Regions from separate parts of the Mus musculus genome. Here region 2 is linked to region 1. The links are chromatin contacts, called in public promoter capture Hi-C maps. All regions are on one chromosome and are shown on one strand. Each heading gives the region's core, a stretch centred on a gene start, on an enhancer-like site or on the middle of the called end of the contact. The rest is flanking DNA. Distances are from core to core; before and after follow the strand shown. Region 1 overlaps Gm9999 (predicted gene 9999). Region 2 overlaps Nav2 (neuron navigator 2).

Region 1 (6,074 bases), core at 3,314-5,813:
ACACTGTAGTTGTCTTCAGACGCACCAGAAGAGGGCGTCAGATCTCATTACTGATGGTTGTGAGCCACCATGTGGTTGTCAGGACTTGAACTCAGGACGTTTAGAAGAGCAGTCAGTGCTCTTTCCCACTGAGCCATCTTGCCAGCCCGACTCATGTGTTTGAATGCCCATAGGGAGTGGCACTATTAGGAATGTGTGGCTTTATTGAAGGAGATATGGCCTTGTTAGAGGAAGTTTGATACTGTGGGGTAAGGCTTTGAAGTCTCCTATGCTCAAGCTAGGTCCAATGTGAAACAAATCCAGTCCCCTTCTGATGCCTCCAGATCAAAACAAAACAAAACAAAACAAAATAAAAAAGTGCAGATTTTGTTATTTTGAGACTGGGTCTTGCTATAGAGCTCTGACCAGAAGGGAATTTACTAAGTAGCTGCTGGCCTTGAACTCACAGCAACCCTCCTGCTTTAACCTCCCTAGAGCTAGGATTCTATGGCACCACATATGGTTCTGTAGTATTTATTTTAATGATTCAGATGTATTATTGCAGGAGTAGGAGAGAATGAGGGAAAGCAGGTTTCTTTTTTTTTTTTTTTAAAGATTTAATTATTTATTATATGTAAGTACACTGTAGCTGTCTTCAGACACTCCAGAAGAGGGTGTCAGATCTTGTTACAGATGGTTGTGAGCCACCATGTGGTTGCTGGGATTTGAACTCCGGACCTTTGGAAGAGCAGTCGGGTGCTCTTACCCACTGAGCCATCTCACCAGCCCGGAAAGCAGGTTTCTTATTAGTGTGTAAAGTATGGTTATCTTTAGCAAAACAGCACAAGAAGACCCTCTATAATCTGTATGTGTGGAGTTTTATGTATGTAGGAAGAACATTGGTAGAGGGTATACACCCTGCACCTAGGCATTATGTGGAGATCTTAGGTAACAAAATATGCTATATTTGACGAGGGAGAGACAGAGAGGGAGAGAGGGAGAGAGAGAGGGAGAGGGAGAGGGAGAGGGAGAGGGAGAGGGAGGGAGAGGGAGAGGGAGAGGGAGAGGGAGAGAGAGAGAGAGAGAGAGAGAGAGAGAGGTGTCTTAGCAAGCATCTAAGTTCCACGCTAGGGGCTAGATCAGAATGAAATACATGAAAAAAAGGTGTAGATTGAAAAGAAGGGACTTTTGTGTAGACCACTCATCTAGGATGTTTGATCATAAAAGGAAATTTGCCACAGGATAGTTTGGAAGCAAATCATTGTGTCAAATGGAGGTGGCTACTTTCTCTTCCTCCTCCTCCTCTTTCTCCTCTTCCTCCTCCTCTTTTAAAAGACCAGGAATTCCTGTGGCTTTTGATAATCTAGAAGAGGATCAGTGATGAACTGACCATGGTCATTGAAGAATGTGAGTACCTAATGCTTTGAGGAAGCCTCCCTCTTCTTCCAGAGGACCCTAGCTTCAAGATAGGAGAGGTCTTGTAGGGATAAAAATAGAGGTAGATGGAAGAAATGGGTTAGGGGTCCAAGGACAGGGTCCAAGCTTACTCTATAGAAAGCTTGAGGCCAGTTTGGACTACAATGAGACCCTGCCTCAAAACAATAGATGTATCATTTCCATAGACTTCAGTTTGTTTCATTGGCAGCTGTCATAGTGCCACACCTTTTCAAATCTGATCTTTAATCAGTAGTATGCCTGGTGACCCCTGGTACAAGTCATGCGGGCTTTCTGAACCTTCATTTCTCACTAGTGAAATGGGGTTATTTATAACAATAGTTCCTACTTTTTGGTAGTGCTGTGCATTAATGTACACAAAGAACTTATGGCCCAAGTACCTATGACATAGTGAATCCAAGTCACATGACCAATGATGTCACAATGCCTCCCTAGACTCCAGCTTCTTCATTAGAGAGTCTCAGATCCTTTGGAACCAAGGAATGGAACTAACATGCGACAGTCTGTCAACTGAAAGTTTCATGAGTTCGCTCCTTTGCCAAGATCTTGGCGAACAGTCCCTTACCGTGTGATTGAGGCTCAGAAATTATTTTTCTTTTGGTGATGATCGTGCTGGGCTGGATGCTTTTTGTTGGCCTTGCGACCTACATGGGCACATTTCCAGAGGCGATGGTAAGTATCAGCCTTGCATCCCTGATCTGGATCTCTCATTCCTAGGTCTGGCTCTGCCTCACATCCCATCTGGGATTTCTGACCAAGTAGGAAAGGGTTTTTACCACTAATTGGAAGTCAGGATGTGACAGAACGAAGCCAGTATATTCTCCTCATCTTTTAGGGCACTCTTCTTTGGAGGGGTTAGTGTCCCCTACTTCTGCTTAGATGTCACTTGTATCCAGGCTTTATGACATTTTTCATTCTGTTTGTTTGTGTGTTTTTGTTTTTTGTTTTTGTTTTGTTTTTACAGCGTTTTACACTGAACACGGTGACTAACTTAAACCAAGTAGATGAGTTTCTATTAGGGACATCGGGCTGGGGGTATAGTTTGAGTAGTCTCTCCCCAATCACCACGCACAGCGACTTTCCTTGGCATCAATGAGTGGGGCATGTCTACCCGTAATTTTCTTTCTGACTCAGCCTCCAACTCTAAAGTGGAAAGAGAGGTTGCCTGGTCAGGAGAACAAGGCACGAAGAAGGATCCAAGCTTTGGAGGAGGAGCTGCTGCTATGAGTGAGTCAGGTCTGTTGGTCTGGGTCCTTTGAGCCACACAATGCTCCAACACCGTGCAGGCTCAGGGGGAAGTTTTACCCTTGTGGGAAACAGGCAAACCATAGAAGGGGGATGGCTGGGGATGCAGGGAAGGGAAGAAGCCTGGGGGCTACTGCTGGGGCAAGCAGACTGAGGATGGGCAGTCTGTCAATAACGGTGCCTCACAGGCACCTTCTGAACAACTCCCATTCTTTCTCAAACCATATTAGTGTATGTTAACCATATAAGCTATTTTATCACGCATGTGTAATAACAATTATATTAAGGGCATCTACATATCCATGTATATGAGACTTTGATCCTGTTACTCCGCCTTTTTACTCTCTCTCATTCTCCTCCCTCATCTCCTTTCTCTTCCTACATAGAGTCTTTGTTCTCTCTCTTTTTTGAGACACAGCCCTGGCAGCCCTGGAACCCACTACATAGATCAGGCTAGCATCAAACTCGACCACAGAGGTCTCTACCTTCCTCTGCCTCCTGAGTGTTAGTGTTACAGTCATGTGCCACCATAGATGGCTCATACTGAAATGACAAAGGCACTGCCATCTTGTCATAACTTTCCTTTGCAGCTGCTTAGATACTTCTTAGCCTTCTACCCACCCAACCAGCAGCTGCATCTGTCTTGGCAACACCTTTGTAACCCTAAACATGGCCTAGACATATTAAAAAAAAAACCCTGATGCTTGTGCAAGCTAAAACATAAAACTAAAATAACTAAGAGGCCATGCAAATCAAAGATAATTGTCATTTGGTATCTGGAAAACAGTGCTGAATTTTGCAAGAAAACATGTTACTAGGCTACTCCAAATCACTGATGTGATCGGCCCCCCTACTGATGCAATTGTGGCGTTTGTCTTTAAAAACACTGGACACCTGAGCTTGGGCACTAAGAGACATTTTGGAGGCACAAGCCCACTCTTGATCTGGTCATTAAAAAAAAGACTCTTAGAGTTTTAAATGGCTGGCATTAGCTTGCATAAGTCACTTCAGGATGAAATGGCCTGTCTGTCTGAAGGTCTGTGAAACAAGAATTAAGATAAACTTGAGATTAAGCCCTAACTTTGCAACTGACTGAGAGAACTTGAGAGGTTTAAAATCTTCCGAAAGTCCATTTCTTCACTGGTACAACTGGAGATATTTTGATCCTTCACTATTTTTGTGAAGGTCACATTTGGGAATCTATGTAAGGTGTTTAGTGCAAAGCTTGAAAACTAGTGAACTACAATTTATTTATTTATTTATTTTATTAAAAGATGTATTTATCTATTATATGTAAGTACACTGTAGCTGTCTTCAGACACACCAGAAGAGGGCATCAGATCTCATTACGGATGGTTGTGAGCCACCATGTGGTTGCTGGGATTTGAACTCAAGACCTTTCGAATAGCAGTCAGTGCTCTTAACTGCTGAGCCATCTCTCCAGCCCCTACAAATTTCACTAAGTGAAAATGAGAACCTGTCAGTGAACTTTGGTGACAGTGGTTGGGCCACCCTCAACATTGCACAATCACCTCATTGGTGTGTGTGTGTGTGTGTGTGTGTGTGTGTGGTTTGAGCCAGACCTCAGTGTTTCTCACACTCCTCCCACGGGGAACAGAGGGCGACACCCTTTCAGCAACCCCTGGTCTGGGCTTCCAGCCATCCAACCATTTCATTCAGATTATTTTATTTTATTTAGAGCAGTGCCATTTATAAATAAAGACTACTCTTCATAGTCTTAACATGCTGAATCAAAAGTAGAAGGATTTGGGGGGAAAGTACCCCAGAAGGCAGGGGATGGTAGCCCCAGCCTCAGGTATAGTAAAAGCAGGAGATGGTAGCTGCTGGTCTTTGGCTCTCCCTCAGCCCCACTGGTTCAAAGGATCACATTGTGCGGGTGTAACGGAAGAAGTGCCATCTGTTTATTGAGTCACTGTTTATTGAGTTATGTGACTCTAAGCCCGTGTGCCAGCCGTGAAAGAGCCCCAGCAGCAGCTCCTATCTTCTTTTTGCTCCTTTCCCAGGGAGGTTTCTAGGAGGTTTAAGGCAGCAAGATGGGGGCTGGGTATCATTTCACAAAATGTAAGACTTTTCTTCCTTGGATAGCTTAACAATAGCTAAACTGCTGTCTGCTTAGTTTGTTAATCCTACATGGCCCCCAGATCAACCCAGGTGGTTCTGATTTGTTATTCACAGCAATCCTTTTCTGTCTTGAATAGTTTAAGCAAATACATAGCTTGTGTAAATGGCTTATTAAGGTTCTAAACAGGAGTGGGGGTAGCTCCTTTTCCAACTTTCTTTCATCCAAACAAACCTAACATCCTGGCCAGCCTTGGCCGCTCTAACCCTTGAGCCCCCCAACTCCCCATGTCATAGGAACTGATGTCACAATTAGTGTCTGAGTCTGGCCTCTCAAAATGGCCATTTTAGTTTAGACTAGACCTCAAAGTTCACCAGTCAGGAAGTGCCATGCTGGGCCACCCACCATCTGGTCTGGAATGAAGCCAGGGATCCCCAGGACTCTGCAGATAGATCCAGGCCTTCCAATAACCAGCCCGCCACCAGCAGCCAAGGCGGCCCAGAATGATCGTTGTCTTATGGATGGTTCTCATTGCAGGAACGATGTGGAAGGGATATAAATATCCCCCAGGAGGGGTAAGTGGACTTCTTTACTGCTGTAAGTGACTTCTTTACTGCTGGTGAGTCCCCAGCATTAACACAGGAAGCATGACAATCTAACCCTTAGTGACTTTAGAAACAGATTCTTTCCAGTTTTTTTTTTTTTTTTTGAGAAAAAGTTCCCAGTAATTTACCTCCTCCTACTGTGGGCTACTCAGAACTGGGAGCTTGCCAGGTTTCTTTCACACACAGCCCAGGATGAACGAGCAATGGAACCAAGGCTGCCTTGGTCCTCCTGCTGACTGCTCCTGACTGCTGAGATTATGTGGTGCTGGGATCCGACCAGGGCCTCCTGCATGGTGGGCACCTACTGTCTGAGACACACCCTCAGCTTCCCATGTGTTTTCTTATATTTATTTAAGAATGGAGGTAGAGAGTATTTGTGACCCAGGGTCAACATTAATGTCTGTAAAGCTGACAGGATGTTTAAAATGTTTAGCTGGCAGCATTATTTTCGAGATCAGCCCACTTCTGCAAACCTACCAGTGGTCCTGGTGGCAGACATCTCTGCACTCTGTCAGATCCCCACAGGGCCGAGCACCTCCTGCTAACAGGATCAGACTGCTCCACACCTAAGCAATGCTAGAGCCTCCTGACATATGCTTTTTTCCCCCCCAGACCCCTCTGGAAGTAAACAAAGATGACCCTGGTGAACCAATGCAGCTGTGAAGATCACCCAACTGCACAGTTCCTGTTGTAGGTTTCGCATAAAGTAA
Region 2 (6,042 bases), core at 1,076-3,575, 2.4 Mb after region 1:
ACATCTGTTTGCAAAATAGTACAAGAGCACATATTTTTTTAAAGTTCTTTTATATTTCTTAACAAGCACTAGTATAATCCAAACTGTGCACACCCTTCCAGAACTTTCCGCAGTACAGCCATATAAATACAACACACTTGCATATAGAAATGTTTGGGGTTTTACTTCAAATGAAAAAGCTATTTTCTTCTTAGTTTTGCTCATGTTACAACCTCATTTATTCCCCCTTTAAAAGGGTGAAACTGACATGTACCTAAAATAAAATAATATAATATAAAATAAAGGCTTGATACTTGCTACAGTCACAGAGGCAGGGAAGGGTGAAGGTTGAAATGAGACAAATTGTTTTAAGATGCTGAACTTAAAATAAATCTGGCCTACTTTATTGACATTACAGTGACTATCAATGGCCTGGTATAGTAAGAACTCCTTTGGGTTTGAGACTAAAACCGGCGGCCTCACTTTATCCTCTACGCGTGAGATCACTGAAGAACTGTAACTTACGCGACATGCTCAGCTGTCCTTGCGACTGGGCCTTGTTCACGTGAGACCTGTTCTCCTTCCTGGTGGGCCTCCTCCTCTGGGCTTTGTCAGCTGTGTCATCTCTTTGCTCTGTTCTTCTGGTCGGGAGATGGGGTTTGACGACTAGCATTCCGTCATGTCCGTGTTATACTGGGTCCATTGATTGAGAGTGTCTGTAAGCGTGTCACTTCGTGGTTGGTGACAGTCAGAGTCAGTGATTAGAAGACAGGACTGTAAGATAATCACCTGCGTTGGGCTGTACACCAGGATTCTGACATGACGTTATGAGTCTAGTAGATGGAAGGAACCTGGCACTCTAAGTCCTGTAGAGGAGAATATTGTGGTACCTCTCTTTCTTTCATTTGCTCCTGTAGAGACTGGGATGGGACTAGCATCAGGCTGGTTGTGGGAACTAAGGGGCTAAGATGCTGCTTTGCAGAGGCACATGGAGTGTAGTTCCACATGTGTGCCATAGCAGAGGTGCTTGAGTCCTGAGCACAAAGGAGTAAGAACCCATTCAGCTTTGGGGAGGAGTCCGAAGCTATTCCAACTGCTTTCCCTTAATACTAGGACGGTAGCCCAGGAAGGAGTGTGTTGCTCTAAAAAAAAAACTTCTAGTGTTGATCTGGGTGTCAATCTAAGAACAGATCTGCTGGGTTCACTTTTGCAGGCTCTGTAGTGGATCTGCCCAAGGTTGCCATAGTGATGGTTAAGCCTTGTTGGTCATTCTGGAACTGTGACCCTGGACAGAGAGAGCAGAGGATGACTGTCATTTCTGGGAAGCAGCTGCAAAAATATCGTGATCTCTGGGCTGCAATCCATTATGGTTGTGGGGTGGGGTCGGGCTGGACCAGGGGCCACTGTAGCATCTCAACTATGCTCCAGAAGGTTGTCTAGAGACAGAGCTCTGTGTGCAGATGGACCAGGCTAATCTATCAGGCTGGGTTAAACTACCACACTCAAAGTCCTCACAAGGCCCTGGAAGAGGAAAAGACCTGGCCAGCTACAAAGCCAAACTCATCCCCGGGGCTGGACTACGAATGTCTGTGGAAGACTCTGGCCTCCAGTTAAAGACAAGGCAAATACTCGGAAGAGAGATGACTACACTTGAATTCTAGCCTTGACACTTTCCAGAAGTGTGACTCTGGTTACGTGCTGCCTATAGGTAACACCTTCCGGACTTTACATGAATCCACATTCACATGTGTACATACCAACACAGAAGCCCATATACACATAGTTAAAATAATAAACTAAACTAAAAAAAAAGAGATGGGCTTCATTGTAAGGTAGGGCTCTGTGTGTGTGTGTGTGTTGTGTGTATGTGTGTGTGTATGGATCAGTGCAAATTCTTTTTTTAAAAAGCTTTATTTTTATGTTGTGTGTATGGTTATTCAGCCTGCACGTGTTCCTGTATATCACATTTGTGCAGTACCTAAGGAAGCCAGGAAAGGGAATTAGATCACCTAGGACTGGAATTAAAGGTGGTTGTGAGCTACCTTGTGGATACTGGGAATAGAGCCTGGGTTTTCTAGAAGAGCAGTCAGTGCTCTTACCTGCTAAGCTACCTCTCCAGCCCCAATGTACTAGCATCCAGCTACCCCACTGTTTTTTCCTGTACTGTGTCTACCTCTTTCTGGTCCCTTCTTCCGAGTTACCTATCATACTATCTCCCATTACCCTCTCTTCCCTTTCTTCCCCTCCATAGTCTCCTTTCTACTTTTCTGTCTCTCTCACACACACATACACCTAGATTACTGTGAAAGAGAGCTTGTTTCTCAAGGTCTGATGATGGACTATCAGTCGGTCAGCTTTCAAGGTGGCTATGCAAATATAGACCCTGGACTTCATACACTTTGCCCTTTCGATTCTGGCTTCTGAGTTTATATTTGAGATTCCTATAATCCTCAAGCTGTAAAGGTGGAAAACCCTTACTCTTCTTAGCCTTGTGTTCTTAGATGCACGTCACGAGAAACACCATTTTCTAATTGCCCTGTAACTCTCAGCGAGAATTTGATGACTTACTGTTACAGGGGTGACTATAGGTAGTGAGACCCATCCCCCCCCCTGTTCCATACCCCCCAAGTCAAGCCCAGCATGCAGCAGGAGCTCAAAAATGGGGAGCCATGAAAATTTTATATCCATTTTATCACAGCTATATTTAAATTTATTCTCAGAGCCAGCACTTGATAACTGGGTTCACTGACAGCCAGGGACTTCAAAGCCAACTTTGGTTTTGTGTTTTTTTACCTTGCCAGTCTTCAAGTCATTGTTGTATTTTATTTTAAAATGTTCTCATTCTTTCTTGTGCCAGCTGAGCTCATAGAAAACAAGGAGCTGGGGTTTGACCCCTTACTTGGGCTGCAGGTACGCAAGGTGGTGTCTATGGTAGCAGAAGGCCAGGAGTGCTTTGAGGGTTTCAGCTTTCCCTAGTCAGTTCTTTGTGCTCGTGGCTCTTAAAGAGTTTGGAGTCTCTTTCTGCCCAGGAGAGCAGACACCAGGGAGAACTATGAAAGCCTCACACTCCAGCTTTTGTCCTTAACACTAGGATTAAACAAAAGCCAACCATCAAGGGGAACAAAATTATGTCTGGTGTGTTTTCTCTGGCTGTCTTTGGGGGCCATTTTCTTATCTGCTGCAGAATTCGGGAAAGCCCTGGGGAGAGGGGGCAGGAAAGCCCTTGGGTGTGTGTAAGGCTATGAATGGTGGCGCTTGGGCTCACCCTTTCTCATGGAAACAAGACGGTTGTGTGGCCAGGTTTGCCTTTTCTGCAATATGGACGTGCTACCAAATCAGCACACCAGCTTACGGTTTCGCTGAACGCTGTCCTTGCTTTGGGGAGCAGGAAGAATGAGAAGGAGGAAAGGAAACTGAGTCGGATGAGAAGACAAAATGCGAATTTGGTTTAGTCTGTGTTGGGGTGTGAGATGAGTGCCTGTTGTGCGTGTGATCTGCAGGTCATCAGTCCAGTGCTTCTCCTGCCCCTGTTTGTCAGGCAGAGAGCATCCCATGTACATGAGTTCTATTTCATTTTAAGCTTCATTAGCAGGGGAATACACTTAGGCATCTGGGTGCTCTCTTAGTCAGGGTTACCGCAGTTTGATCTGCAAGGCTAGGTTCATTCCATTTTAATATTCTTTAAAAACATTTTTTTCCTCCTAACTTGTGTATTTGACAGTATTCATCTACATTTAAAGATAAATTTATTTTGGAGTAAATGAAATGAACTCCTCTGTGGACATGGAAGGCCTGTCTTCACGTTGCAAGAGGGGAGAGGGGCAACTGAGCTGTGAACCTCTAGTCCAGCCACAGCTGGTACTTGGTGATGGGCATCTCATGAAGGCACTTGAGCCCTTCTCTGCAGAAGACAGACTCTCTAGGGCTGAAACCAACCTATCAGATAAGATGTTCTTTAGAACACCAGCCTGGTGTGGGAGGGATACAGCCTCTAGATGCAGTACGTGAAGGGTCGCAGCAAGAATATCCGTTTTAAGGTATTGGCGAAGGTAGCCTCAATTGTTGGTAAGCCTGTCTGTGACTGTTGTGCCTGTGTGAGTGGCCATGCTGAAGGATGTTGTGCACCGGGATCCCGAGGAGCTCCTGCTGGGTTTCAGCAGTGCCTATGCCTGTTTCTGTAGCTTAGAGGCTCTTTGAGCTTTGCGGATGATAACGCAGGCTCAAGCATCAGCGTCCGTAGCCTGCCTAATTCTTTGTAAGGTGATGCAGGTCCCTCTGTGTCCTGAGCCTGTTGCCTTGACTGTGATGGGAGAATCATAGTATTTTCCAGAAATGACAACTGGGTTGCAAGGCCCTCAGCCTATAGAGACTCAGCTTGGGAAAAGCGAGGCTTTGAGAGAGAGAGAAGAAAGAAAACAAAACAAAACAAAATTCACACAACCATCTTGCTTCAGTAGCCCACGACAGTGAGCCTCTGCTGCCCTCTGCTGTCTAAGTCTTGTGCTACATCTCATCTCTGTCTAGCATTCTTTTTTCTTAATTTAACTTTAAAAAAAATTTTTTTTTTGTCTTATAAATATGGGTATTTTTGCCTATGTGTATATCTGTGTGCAGATTGCGTCCCTCGATGCTGGCACAGGCCAGAACAGGGTATCAGAGCCCTTGGAACTAAATTACAGATGGTTGTGAAATGCCTTGTGGTGCTGAGAATCAAAACTGGGTCCTCTGGAAGAGCATTCAATGCTCTTAACCATTGAACTAAGGTACCCTGTTAGAAGTGTAAAGATGCTTCGATTGTCTAGATGTTCCCGTCCAGGCATAGGTTCCCTGCTTTCTTTCCTCCACTTGGGAGGGTGACTGTAGACCCAAGAACGGCTAAGTATGTTCAGTAAGGTCCTGGTGGCCTGGAGGAAAAATTCTGTCTGTAGTAACAAGGAACTGACTGAGGGCCTGAGCTAAGCCCCTCCTCCTCTCAGCTGTCACTCACCCCCCTCCCCCAGGTGAGTAGCTAGGTGAGCTGCTGAACTAAGCCCCTCCTCCTCTTAGCTGTCACTCACTCCCCCTGAGGTGGGCATTGAGCCGTGGGATTCAAGGAGAAGGATGAATCCTAAGGAAAGAGATCTTTGCTAGCAGGAGTGGATTTTTTACTAACTGGAAAGGTTTGCTAGATTTTATTTGTTTTTCGCGGGTGACTAATTTCAAATGAGACAAAGCAGTATGGTTAACAGCCCCACTCTTGATCATACACCCTTCATGTTCCGGGACATGTCTAAGGTCATTTGTGCAAAGTCTCTTCTGTATTAAGCATCAGAATAGTCACTGATAGTCTAGAGTGTAGAGAGAGGTGCCAGGCCTTGCCCTAGTGGGACTTACAGTCTGGTGAGAGAGACAAGTAAAAAATCAACCAATAGAGTCGGTACTTACTCCTCTGCAGAAACTTAGATGCCACACATAGATGTATGCTTCTGGGCTGGGGGGCCTCAAAGGTGAGACCCACAAAATTTGCAGGGTCTCCTTTATTGTGTTTACCCATTTGCTCACACAATAGTTGGGATGTTTTAGAACATGGGCATTGAAAAGAACAAACACACACACACACAAGTTAATAAAACAGAGAAACAACTCTTGGATCCCCATTAAAAAATAAATATAAAGGGCTTTTGTTTCTGTTTTCTCCCAGCTGGATGGATAAATCTTTTGGGAGGGGAGGTCTCTGGCCCCCAGAGGTGTTCAGGCAGTCAGATCAGCCCTGTTCTGGCTGCCACATGTTAGGTTTCAGCAGACAGCCTTGGTGATGTTTGTAAACCTCTGAACTGATTTTCTCAGATAAAGGAGGGAGACTGTGATTTATGCAGGTTCTGGAAGTGCTTCTGTGATTTGGATAAAGTTACTGGTAAACCCCATAATATGTGACCTTTCCTTAAGCCCCACCTCCTGTAAAGGCATCCATCCATCCATCCATCCATCCATCCATCCATCCCAAATGTACTCTATCCTCAGCGGCGTTACTTACACTCTAGAACTCGGTTCTGTTTCAAGGAAGGAAGGACAGTTGGGAGGGAA

What was found. Capture Hi-C pulls out chosen DNA fragments and counts their contacts.
Region 2: a contact with region 1 is called in a promoter capture Hi-C map of liver, with 4 times the contacts expected there. The contact joins two enhancer-like sites.

Annotation. Positions count from the first base shown.
Region 1 is chr7:46,981,713-46,987,786 of GRCm38.p6, forward strand. It overlaps Gm9999 (predicted gene 9999), which reads left to right. Exons shown (of 5, transcript NR_033461.1): 2 at 1,870-2,106; 3 at 2,569-2,670; 4 at 5,297-5,334; 5 at 5,977-6,074. Among named protein-coding and RNA genes, the nearest start is that of Gm9999, 8.1 kb to the left of the region's middle. Within about 2 kb of position 4,564, at least 63 of the 459 cell types and tissues checked have an H3K27ac peak or open chromatin away from gene starts, as enhancers often do. A contact at or near this core is called in liver, where this site is marked.
Region 2 is chr7:49,421,801-49,427,842 of GRCm38.p6, forward strand. The region is part of intron 6 of Nav2 (neuron navigator 2); the gene reads left to right. Among named protein-coding and RNA genes, the nearest start is that of Gm51447, 13 kb to the right of the region's middle. Within about 2 kb of position 2,326, at least 10 of the 459 cell types and tissues checked have an H3K27ac peak or open chromatin away from gene starts, as enhancers often do. A contact at or near this core is called in liver, where this site is marked.